Regions from separate parts of the Mus musculus genome. Here region 2 is linked to region 1. Evidence: chromatin contacts called from public HiChIP or PLAC-seq data. All regions are on one chromosome and are shown on one strand. The core of a region is the stretch at or near the end of the contact, and the rest is flanking DNA. Distances in the headings are between cores, read along the strand shown. Region 1 holds the start of H2-DMb2 (histocompatibility 2, class II, locus Mb2). Region 2 holds the start of Zbtb22 (zinc finger and BTB domain containing 22).

Region 1 (5,001 bases), core at 652-3,151:
CTCTAGGCTACAGGTAGTAGGCTCAGAGATGGGGTCAAGACTGGATTCCTGCAACAGAAGAAAGGCATACCAGGAAAAGAGGGCTTGGAGGCTGGGAGTCACTTGTATTGTTTTGGAGCTGTCTTAAGAGAAGGTAAAAGAGATGGGACTCCTGGAGCAGACGGAGCTCTGCAAATGAGCAGGTGTGTGTGGGGGGGTGGGGGGGTGGAGTGGGTTGGGGGGCGGAGGAGGGTGGAGTAAGCCTTTGAGGGGGTTGGGGTGACTGTGGCTCCTCTCTTCCCCTTTTTCTCAGCAGAAGTGTCACCAACTTCGGTTATCTGGGTTCTTCCCAGCCCAGGAGAGAGAGAGAGAGAGAGAGAGAGAGAGAGAGAGAGAGAGAGAGAGAGAGAGAGGAGGACACGTCCGTGAGTCTGTGTGTCTGTGAGTGTGTGTGACTGTGGGGTGTATGTATGGTGTATGTATGTTTGTATATGTGTATGCCTATATGTGTATGTATGTATATATGCACATGTGTGTGTGTTTGTGTGTTTATGAGATCAATGTAAGATTTCTATAGGCATAGAAGACACTATCAGTTTTGCAATTCACAGTCCAACAAAAGATGCACTTGCCATTTAAAATCTATCCTATTGTGTATGAGGCTCTGGGTTGAATTCTTAGCACAAAAAGAAAAGTGCACTAAGATTGGGGAGATGGCTAGGTTGGTAAACTGCTTGCTGCACAATTGGGAGTATCTGAGTTCAATCCCCAGGACCCACATTAAAACAAAAACATACAATACAAACAAAACAAAACGCCACAAAAAAGCCTGACATGTCTGTGCACAGCTGTGGTTCCATTGCTGCAGAGGCAGAGGCAGAGGCAGGTGTGTCCCCGGGCTTCCGGCTAGCTAGCCCAGCCTACCTGGCCAGCTCCAGGTCATCAAGAGACCCTGTCTCAAAAAACAACAACCAATAAGGTGGAAGGTGTTCCTGTGGCCTCTGCACACATTTGCACATAGGTGCATGCATGCTGTATACACACAAGCACCCACACACAGGAACACCTGTGCACATGTGCAAACACACTCAAGTGTCACCAGTAGATAATGTCCTTTCCAGGAGAATAGTAGGGGCACCACATCTCTACTATAGCATCTTCCTAATCCAGAGGTCAGCTCAACAGAGCGGAGCATGGGGCAGGGCACACTCAGGGAAGCAGAGACTCTGGAGGGGAAGACGCTTGAGCTTGGGCCTGAGGTCAGCTTTTGACCAAGAGCTTCAGTAGAACTGCCCCAGAGATGCGCGAGTGCAGGAAGATAGGGCGTCCTGGCTCCCAAAGCAGCTCCTACAGCCTAGGAGGAACGGAGGCTTGGTAAGCAGCCCAGGAGGGAATGGGGTTTCCAGGCTGGCCCCTGCTCTCTAAGGTTGGATTGCTTTCTGTCGTCCAGTCCTGCTCTGACACAAGGCAACTGTGTACACTATCTGTACCTCCTTCCTTCCCTACAGTCTTGCCTCTGCCACCTGTGTCCTCCTGAGTGACAGGACAGACCAGGGGTGTATGTACTATCTCCTAGGCAACGTCCCTTTCAGAGAGGAAGAAAGTTGTCTAGAAGTTTTTTGTTTTTTTGTTTTTTCTTTTTCTTTTTTCTTTTGGAAGTGTGTGAGATGAGAAAGTCAACCCAGGGGCAGGCCAGGGTTGTATTTCCTGGAAATGCTTCAGCGATCACCCCCAGGGACCTCAGGAAACCACCTAGAAGGTCCTGTTCTTAAAGCACAGGGCACAATGAGGTTTACCTATTAACCGATGATGCTAGGCTAAGTCACTTAGTGATTGGACTGACTTAACTACCCAGCTAATCTGACCACTCCCTTTAGGACCCCAGATTTGGTTGAGTGAGTGGGTACAAAGGAGGGGCTGAGTGACTCGGGGCCACATAGGCAGCAAGGAGCAAGGGGCCTGAGCAAGAGGTACCATATTTACCTCAGTGTGTGAAGATCATTTGCCCAGGCTGGGGCAGGAGAGAACCTGAGGCCCTTGCAGGAGGTGCCCAGGGGCCTGGCCTTCCTGCACCTTCAGAGAGTGGAACATGGCTGCACTCTGGCTGCTGCTGCTGGTCCTCAGTCTGCACTGTATGGGGGCAGGTAAGATAACCTCCTGAACCTTCTCTCTCCTGCTCCTGTTTGGGTAAAACATGTTCATTTTTGCTAGCTAACAGGTCTGAGTGCCCCAGAGTAGCCAGTCTCCAGACTATGGCATTCCTCCAGCCCTGTGCACTGTATTTTACAGCAATTTTAATAATGAGCCATTCTCATAGACTGTGTGAAGGATGTCCCTGTGGGGACGTAGGTTAGGACTGGGTACTGCTGGGTCCTGGTTCCTAACATGGTGCCTGGCATGACATAAGTGTTCTGTGGTATCAAAGTCAAGAATATTTCCAGCACAGAGCAAGACTGACTACTTCTTGACTCTGTTTCTTTCTCTCCTGTCCCCTTCCCTCCTCCTGTTGGTCTGTTTGTCTGTCTGTCTATCTATCTGTCTGACTGTAGTCTGTCTGTTTCTTTCTCATTGGAGACAGTCACGCTCTATAGCCAGACTTGCCTTAAACTCATGGCAATCCTCCTGCCTCAGTGCTGGGATCACAAGTATGCCAACCACATTACTCTATGTCCCTGTCAATAGTGAGGTGCTCTGCAGGTCTGTTTTGGGGTAGACAGCCATGCATGCCACACAGGAATCTTGGGTTGTCCTCCCTTGTCATCCAGTCTCACATACAGAAGCGCTAATTGTTTTCAGCCTTGTGCACATGAGCCTCAAGCTCGTCCCAAACCTATGCCCTGCCAGATGTGGAAGTCTATCACACCATATGATTTTGGTAGAAGAGTGGAATTAGCTTGAAAATGCCTTTTCTGAGTTTTGTTTGGTTGGCTGTTGTTAGGAAAGCCGGGTATACTAAGTTATTTAAATTTGTTACCTTAAGACCTTAGACCACTGCAGGTGGAAAGCAACAGCCTGATTTAGTGTCAGAGCCTTGGGGAGGTGGCTCAGCAATGAAGAGAACTGGGTGACTCTGCTGAGGACCCAGGTTCAATTCCCAGCACTCACATCAAGCACAAGAGGGAAGCCCCAGGATTACCGCGACTTCTGCCCAGCTTGGCTGAGTTAGAGCCCCTTGGCTTGGAAAATGGAGAAGGCACAGCGTCTGTGCAAATAGACCGTTATTGTTCATTTACTGCAAGAGTTTAAAAACATTTCTCTCTCCTGCTTCTCTGTTTCTGTCTGTCTGTATTTCTTTGCCTATCTCCCTGTCTCTGTCTCTTGTCTCTCTCTTTCTCTTTCTGTCTCTCTATCTCTGTCTCTATCTGTGTGTGTGTGTGTGTGTGTGTGTGCATGAGCGTGTGTGCACTCTCATCCGTGCTTGTCTGTGTGTGCACCACATCTATGTAGTGTCTGATGAGGCCAAAAGGGTCTCAGACTCTCTGGAACTGGGGATAGAGGGAGCCATTGGGGGTAGGTGCTGTAGTTGGAAACCTCAACTTCTGCAAGCAACATATACGTTTAACATCCAGCCACATCTCTAACACCATGAGGAATATTTTAAAGAACAAAGGGTTCATAGGAAGACAGCCAGGCAGAGCTCAGGTGCAGTAGCTTCTGCCCCCAAAAGGTAGGTGTGCCGATCCCCACCATATGAATGTGTTCACCGACTGGGAAGGTCTCAGGACCCCACAACCTGAGATCTTTAGGCTTCATCAAGTAGACAGGATTTTTTTTTTTTTTTTTTTTTTTTTTTTTTTTTTTTGGTTTTTCGAGACAGGGTTTCTCTGTGTAGCCCTGGCTGTCCTGGTACTCACTTTGTAGACCAGGTTGGCCTCGAACTCAGAAATCCGCCTGCCTCTGCCTCCGGGGTGCTGGGATTAAAGGCGTGCGCCACCACACCTGGCTGACAGGATTTATTTTTAATCCAGTCTCCAGTCCCCTCCCTGCTGCTCCAGATTTGAGATTTAAGTCTCAGGCTCCTAAAGATGGCTCCATCTTTCCACTGAAAGGCCCCACCCCAGGGTTCTGCCAAAATTGACCTCATTAGAACAAGGGACTCCATGGTCACTCAGTTTCAAGGGTTTCAGAGCTCTGGGTGAGGAACCAAGTAAAAGACTAGATATTAGGGCAGAAAATGCATCTACTCCCCTCCCCCCACCATAATTAGTTATAAGGGTTTTAGGAACTTTGTGTTAGGATCTATGAATGGGCAGAGGCCATCTTTGCAATCCTGCCATGCAGACTCTGACTTGCCTTCCTTCCTTTCTGTGACATCTTCCCCCAGGTGGCTTTGTGGCTCATGTGGAAAGCACGTGCGTGCTGAATGATGCTGGGACCCCACAGGACTTCACATACTGTGTTTCCTTCAACAAAGATCTGCTGGCCTGCTGGGATCCAGATGTGGGAAAAATAGTCCCCTGTGAATTTGGGGTGCTGTCTAGATTGGCTGAAATAATTTCAAATATCCTCAACGAACAGGAGAGCCTTATTCATCGCTTGCAAAACGGGCTTCAGGACTGTGCCACCCACACCCAACCTTTCTGGGATGTGCTGACCCACAGAACGAGTGAGCAGAGGGGCAGTCTGGGAGCACAGCCAGGAGGGCAGAGGACAAGGAGATGCGTGAGCAACAAAGGGGTTGATACCTGGGCAGGAAGAGACAGTGTGGACCTGGAAGAGGCAGCAGGACATGGAGGGAGCAGTGTGGTAATGGGGTCGGACTGGAGGAAGAGGATGTAGTGAGAAGGAATTGATGAGGACCAGAAGCAGAAGCCAAACATGTCAGAAGCCAGAAGTCCACCAATGACTTTCCCCATTCCTGTCTCTTCTTTTTATTTATTTTAATTAGATATTTCTTCCCATTACTGGGGACTGAACTCAGGACCCTGCACATGCCCGGCAAGCACTTTACCAGTGTGTATGTCCTAGGTCCATTTCTACTATGTGTTCTGAGGCAGGATTTCCCAAAGTTGCCAAAGCTGG
Region 2 (5,001 bases), core at 1,028-3,527, 230 kb before region 1:
CTATGCCATCCCCCCCCTTGGCCTCTGTGGCTTCTGTCGCTGATTCCTCCACAAGGGTGGACTCTCCCAGCCATGAACTGGTGACCAGCTCTCTGTGCAGCCCTTCTCCATCCCTGCTTCTCCAGACACCCCAGGCTCAGTCTCTCCGGCAGTGTATTTATAAGGTGAGTGGGCAGTGTCCCCTGGCACTGCATTCTCACCCTTTCCCTTTCTGTGGGTATTGCACCTCCTGCTCCTCTGTTTTCCCCATCTTCCTGCCCGCCCGCAAGTGCGTGCACGTGCATGCATGCTTGTGTAGTGACAGTTTTGGAATTTTGGCGTCTTTATAACAACTCAGAGCTGAGTGGTAGCGACACATGCCTTTGATCCTGGGAGGCAGAGGCAGGAGCATCTCTCTTGAGTCTGAGGCCAGCCTGGTTTACAAAGTGTGTCCCAGGACAGCCAGGGCCACACAGAGAAACTGTCTAAAACCCAAAAACCAACTAACTGACAAACAAAAAACCAGTGAAATAGGTTTTCATTTTAATCCCGGTGTGGAGTGTGGGGCTGCTTCCAACTGACTGTGACTGTGAGCTCTAGAGGTGTGGCTTTACCAGCTACAGATAGTTGCTTTGGTTGTGTGAAGTGATGTTTGGAATTCTGGGAACTTTTCAGGAGAGCATATAAATGGCAGAGCCTCCCCACCTTCCAGGAAGCATGGTTGGTGGTAGTACAGGGGTTGGTTGTGGTTTGTTAGTAGTCTTGCTCAAAGAACAAACAGGAAGAGAGACATTAGAATCAGAGATCCTGTCTCTCCTGTCTATCCTTTCTTTTCTATCTAGTGATGGGGGCGGATAAAGGGGAGGAAAAAGAACACACAAAGTCTCAAAGACTGGCTGTGTGTGTGTGTGTGTGTGTGTGTGTGTGTGTGTGTGTGTTTAGGTTTAACCCCATCAACCAGGAGGCAGAGGCATACAGGTCTCTCTAACTTCAAGGCCACAGTCTAGTCTACCCAGTGACAGTCAAGGTTACATAGTGAGACCATGTAAAACAAAACAAAAAAGACTTATTTTATGTAAATAGGTGTTTTGTTGGCATGCATACCTATGTGCTACATTTGTGTCTGGTGCTCATGGAGGCCAGAAGAGGGCGTCTGATCCTATAGATCTGGAGTCACGGAGAAGGCAGAGAGCCGCCATGTGAGACTGGATACAACACTCGGGTCTTCTGCAAAGCAGCTGCGTGCTTAGTGGCTGAGCCATCTTCCAGCCTTCCATCCTGCTTTGTTTTGTTTCTGAGACAAGGTCTTTCTATGTAGCCCTGACTGTCCCAGAACTCTGTATGTAGTAGATCAGGCTGGCCCCAAACTCGGATATCAGCCCGCCTCTGCCTCTTGAGTGTTCGGACTAAAGGCGTGAGCCGCCATGCCTGGCTCACCCTTCTTTCTCCTCTGACTTGTCTGCAGACCAGTGTGGCCACACAGTGCGACCCGGAGGAGATCATCGTGCTTTCAGACTCTGATTAGCAGGCCCCATGCTCCCCGTGCTCCCTGCATCCAGAAGGTTTTTTGTATGGCTGTTGGAAGATGATGGAGTAAAAGATGGACAGAGCTCCTCCCGTTTTGATGGTGTTTCTTTTGACAAAAAAAAAAAATCAAAATGTTTTAAGTTTTACACAGACACATTAATAAACAATGAATTTCTTTTTATTGTATTCTTTCCTTTACTTTGCCTTTTCTCTTGTGACAGCTGTCACCTGGATCTGCCTTTTCTATCCTGGCTCTCTTTTTAGGGCGTCCTCATCCTTAACCCTTCCTTGAGCCTTCTTCCCCTAGGCACTTTTAAAGATAAGTGCTTCGGAAGCCTTCTTAAGCAGCTTTCCTCTCTCGTTTTGAGCGGTCTGAGTGAAAAGGCCAATCAGGGGCTGACTCAAGGTGATTTGGCCAATCCAGGCCTGGAGGAGGGGGGCGGGGCTTGGGGGGTTCTCATATGCTGGGAAAAGGGCTGTTAGATCCCGCGAGCAAGCTAACGTCCAGAGCTCGGGGTGGAGCCTGGGAAGCGGAAGCCAGCACTGGTCAATGAGACAAGGTAGGCTTGTCGGATTAAAGGGGAACGAAGGTTTCGGCCAAACCAATTCCTGAGTCCTCAGCCGCAGACGGGACCTGGTACCTTTAAGGCGGAATGAAGCGCCGGTTCTTTAAAGGAAAAGTGTCGCTGTCGGTCGACTTTTGCCCAGCGGCACAGGAGGGGTGCTGGCCTGCGCCTTTAAGGTCGCAGGTCCGGGAGGCGGAGTGGAGGCGGAAGGCGGAGGGAGTCGGCACAAGATGGCGGCGGGAGGGGCTGGGGCTGCGGCTCTGGTCGCGGAGTGAGGGGGGGGGCCCGGGGGCGCGCGGCCAGGTAAGCGGGGGCGCGCGGGGCTGGGGGCCCCCCTCAGGCTGGGGAACAGTCCGAGGGCGCGATTGGGGAGGACTGGGGGGCGGGGTTCGGGGGCGGGGGCAAACACGAGGCGGGGTCGGGGATCCAGGGGGCGGAGCCCTGGAGGGTCCTGAAGGGGCGGGGTCGGGATCAACTGGGGGCTCTAGGGGGAGGAGCTTGAGAACTGTGGAGAACACCCCTTCACCCCAAGAAAATCGGTACGCAACACCAAGGAGGGGGCGTTCTTTTGAGAGTGAAGCCGTAGACTAGGATAGACGCCCCTTCCCTGAGAGCCCCCTATTTCCTGACCCAGGAGCGAGAGTACTAAACTTGGAATACTTTCTTTGCTAGCGCTGCGGTTTGGTGGTGTTTGATTGGATGTTTTACTTAATAGTGAGCCTCAGTTGCCCCGTCTGTACCATGGGGTTGACAGGGGTACCTGTTTTTTTTTTTTAAATACTGTGATGGCTTAAAATCAGTGATGCTTTCAAAATGCTGTTATTCTTTTTTTTTTTTTTTCCCTAGAGACCCCCCCGGCCGCCCTCTTCTTTCCTTTGTTCCTGTGGCTGGGGGGGTATCTCCTTCCACAGCATGGAGCCGTCTGCTCTGTCACCCAGTGGGGCCACACTCCCACTGCCTCTGTCACTGGCTCCACCGCCACTGCCTCTGCCGGCAGCTGCAGTGGTACACGTGTCCTTCCCTGAGGTGACCAGTGCCCTCCTGGAATCCCTCAACCAGCAGCGGCTCCAGGGTCAGCTCTGTGATGTGTCCATCCGCGTGCAGGGACGGGAGTTCCGCGCTCACAGGGCCGTCTTGGCTGCCTCCTCTCCTTACTTCCACGACCAGGTCCTACTGAAAGGCATGACTTCCATTTCCCTGCCAAGCGTCATGGACCCAGGCGCTTTTGAGACTGTCCTGGCCTCAGCTTACACGGGCCGCCTCAGCATGGCTGCTGCGGACATTGTCAACTTCCTCACAGTGGGGTCGGTCCTCCAGATGTGGCACATTGTGGATAAGTGCACTGAACTCCTTCGGGAGGGTCGATCCGCAGCCACTACAACCACTGTCACTACTGCTGCAGCCCCCTCTGTCTCTGTCCCTTGTGCCAGTGTCCCATCAGGGAATGGGGGCACTGTCGCCCCTGCCACCGTAGGCTCTGTCCGTTCCCATACCTCCAGCAGGGCCAGTGAGAATCAGTCTCCCAGCAGTAGCAACTACTTCAGCCCCCGGGAGTCGACTGATTTCTCCTCTACCTCCCAGGATGCATTTGTGGCCTCAGCAGCAGGTAGTGGGAACCGTCGGGATGGTGGCCCGGTGTTCCCAGCCCCTGTGGTTGGCAGTGCGGGTACCACCTCCGGGAAGTTGCTGCTGGAGGCCGATGAGCTATGCGATGACGGTGGGGATGGGAGAGGGGCCGTGGCCCCCGGGGCTGGGCTCCGGAGGTCTAACTGCATGCCTGCCAGTGCAGTGCCACAGAAACACTGGGTGTATGTGAAGCAAGCTAGAAATTGCCCTGCACCAGCCTCCCTGGTCCACCAAGACCCCGATCTAGAAGATGAGGAAGAGGAGGAAGATCTGGTGTTGACTTGTGAGGATGATGAGGATGAAGAAATGGGAGGCGGCTCTGGGGTTCCTGCAGGGGGAGAGCCCGAGGCTACCCTCAGTATCAGTGATGTTCGGACCTTGACCGAGCCTGCAGACAAGGGGGAAGAGCAGGTCAACTTCTGTGAATCCTCCAATGACTTTGGCCCCTATGAGGGTGGGGGCGCTGGGGCAGGGCTTGATGACCCCGGAGGACCCACCCCTTCCTCCTATGCCCTCACCCACCCTCCACGACCCCTCCTTCCATTGGATGTGCCGGGCAACCAGATCTTGGTTTTCCCATCCTCCTCTTCACAGGCTCCAGGCCAGCCACCAGGGAACACAGCTGAGCACGGGGCAGTGACCCTCGGGGGCACCTCTGCGGTGGGGCTGGGCATACCAAGTGGCTCTGGTGGGGCTCCTGGAGGGACAGGCAACAGCGACGGGAATAAGATCTTTCTGTGCCACTGTGGGAAGGCTTTCTCACATAAGAGCATGCGGGACCGGCACGTGAATATGCATCTCAACCTGCGACCCTTTGACTGCCCCGTGTGCAACAAAAAGTTCAAGATGAAACACCACCTGACCGAGCACATGAAGACACACACGGGCCTCAAGCCGTACGAATGCAGTGTCTGCGCCAAGAAGTTCATGTGGCGGGACAGTTTCATGCGTCACCGGGGACACTGTGAGCGTCGGCACCGGATGGGTGTGGGTGGGGTCGGATCTGGACCGGGTCCTGGACCTGGACCCGGGACACCTTCTGGGCCAGCATTGCAACCCAAGAGGGAGTCTTCCACAGTGGGTGGGGGCAGTGGCGATGAGGCAAATTCGGCCACGCCCCCGTCCCATAGGCGTGTCTGGTCCCCACCCAGCGTGCACAAAGTGGAGATGGATTTCAGTGGGGGTGGAGGTGCAGCACACTGAAGAGCAGGCAATTGGGGAGCTTAGTCTAAGAGCAATGGCTCCCGGGGTTTCCCCCACCAAACAGTCTTCCCTTACCTCGGTGGACTTGTATATATTCTAG

What was found. HiChIP or PLAC-seq counts read pairs in DNA pulled down with a chosen protein or histone mark.
Region 2: a contact with region 1 is called in an H3K4me3 HiChIP or PLAC-seq map of bone marrow-derived macrophages, with 2.3 times the contacts expected there. The contact joins the promoter of Zbtb22 here to the promoter of H2-DMb2 in region 1. A contact is called at or near these places in 7 of 39 promoter capture datasets (the C10 cell line, the HPC-7 cell line, cranial neural crest and 3 more), 1 of 115 datasets of contacts at active chromatin or transcription factors (bone marrow-derived macrophages) and 3 of 9 other capture datasets (adipose tissue, liver and pancreatic islet).

What each region holds. Positions count from the first base shown.
Region 1 is chr17:34,143,348-34,148,348 of GRCm38.p6, forward strand. It overlaps H2-DMb2 (histocompatibility 2, class II, locus Mb2), which reads left to right and starts at 1,902. Exons shown (of 6, transcript NM_010388.5): 1 at 1,902-2,123; 2 at 4,304-4,585. The coding sequence starts at 2,069.
Region 2 is chr17:33,913,899-33,918,899 of GRCm38.p6, forward strand. Zbtb22 (zinc finger and BTB domain containing 22) reads left to right here and starts at 2,278. Exons shown (of 2, transcript NM_020625.3): 1 at 2,278-2,375; 2 at 2,919-5,001. The coding sequence starts at 2,985. The coding sequence ends at 4,901. It overlaps Daxx (Fas death domain-associated protein), which reads left to right. Exons shown (of 8, transcript NM_007829.4): 7 at 1-164; 8 at 1,445-1,692. The coding sequence ends at 1,504.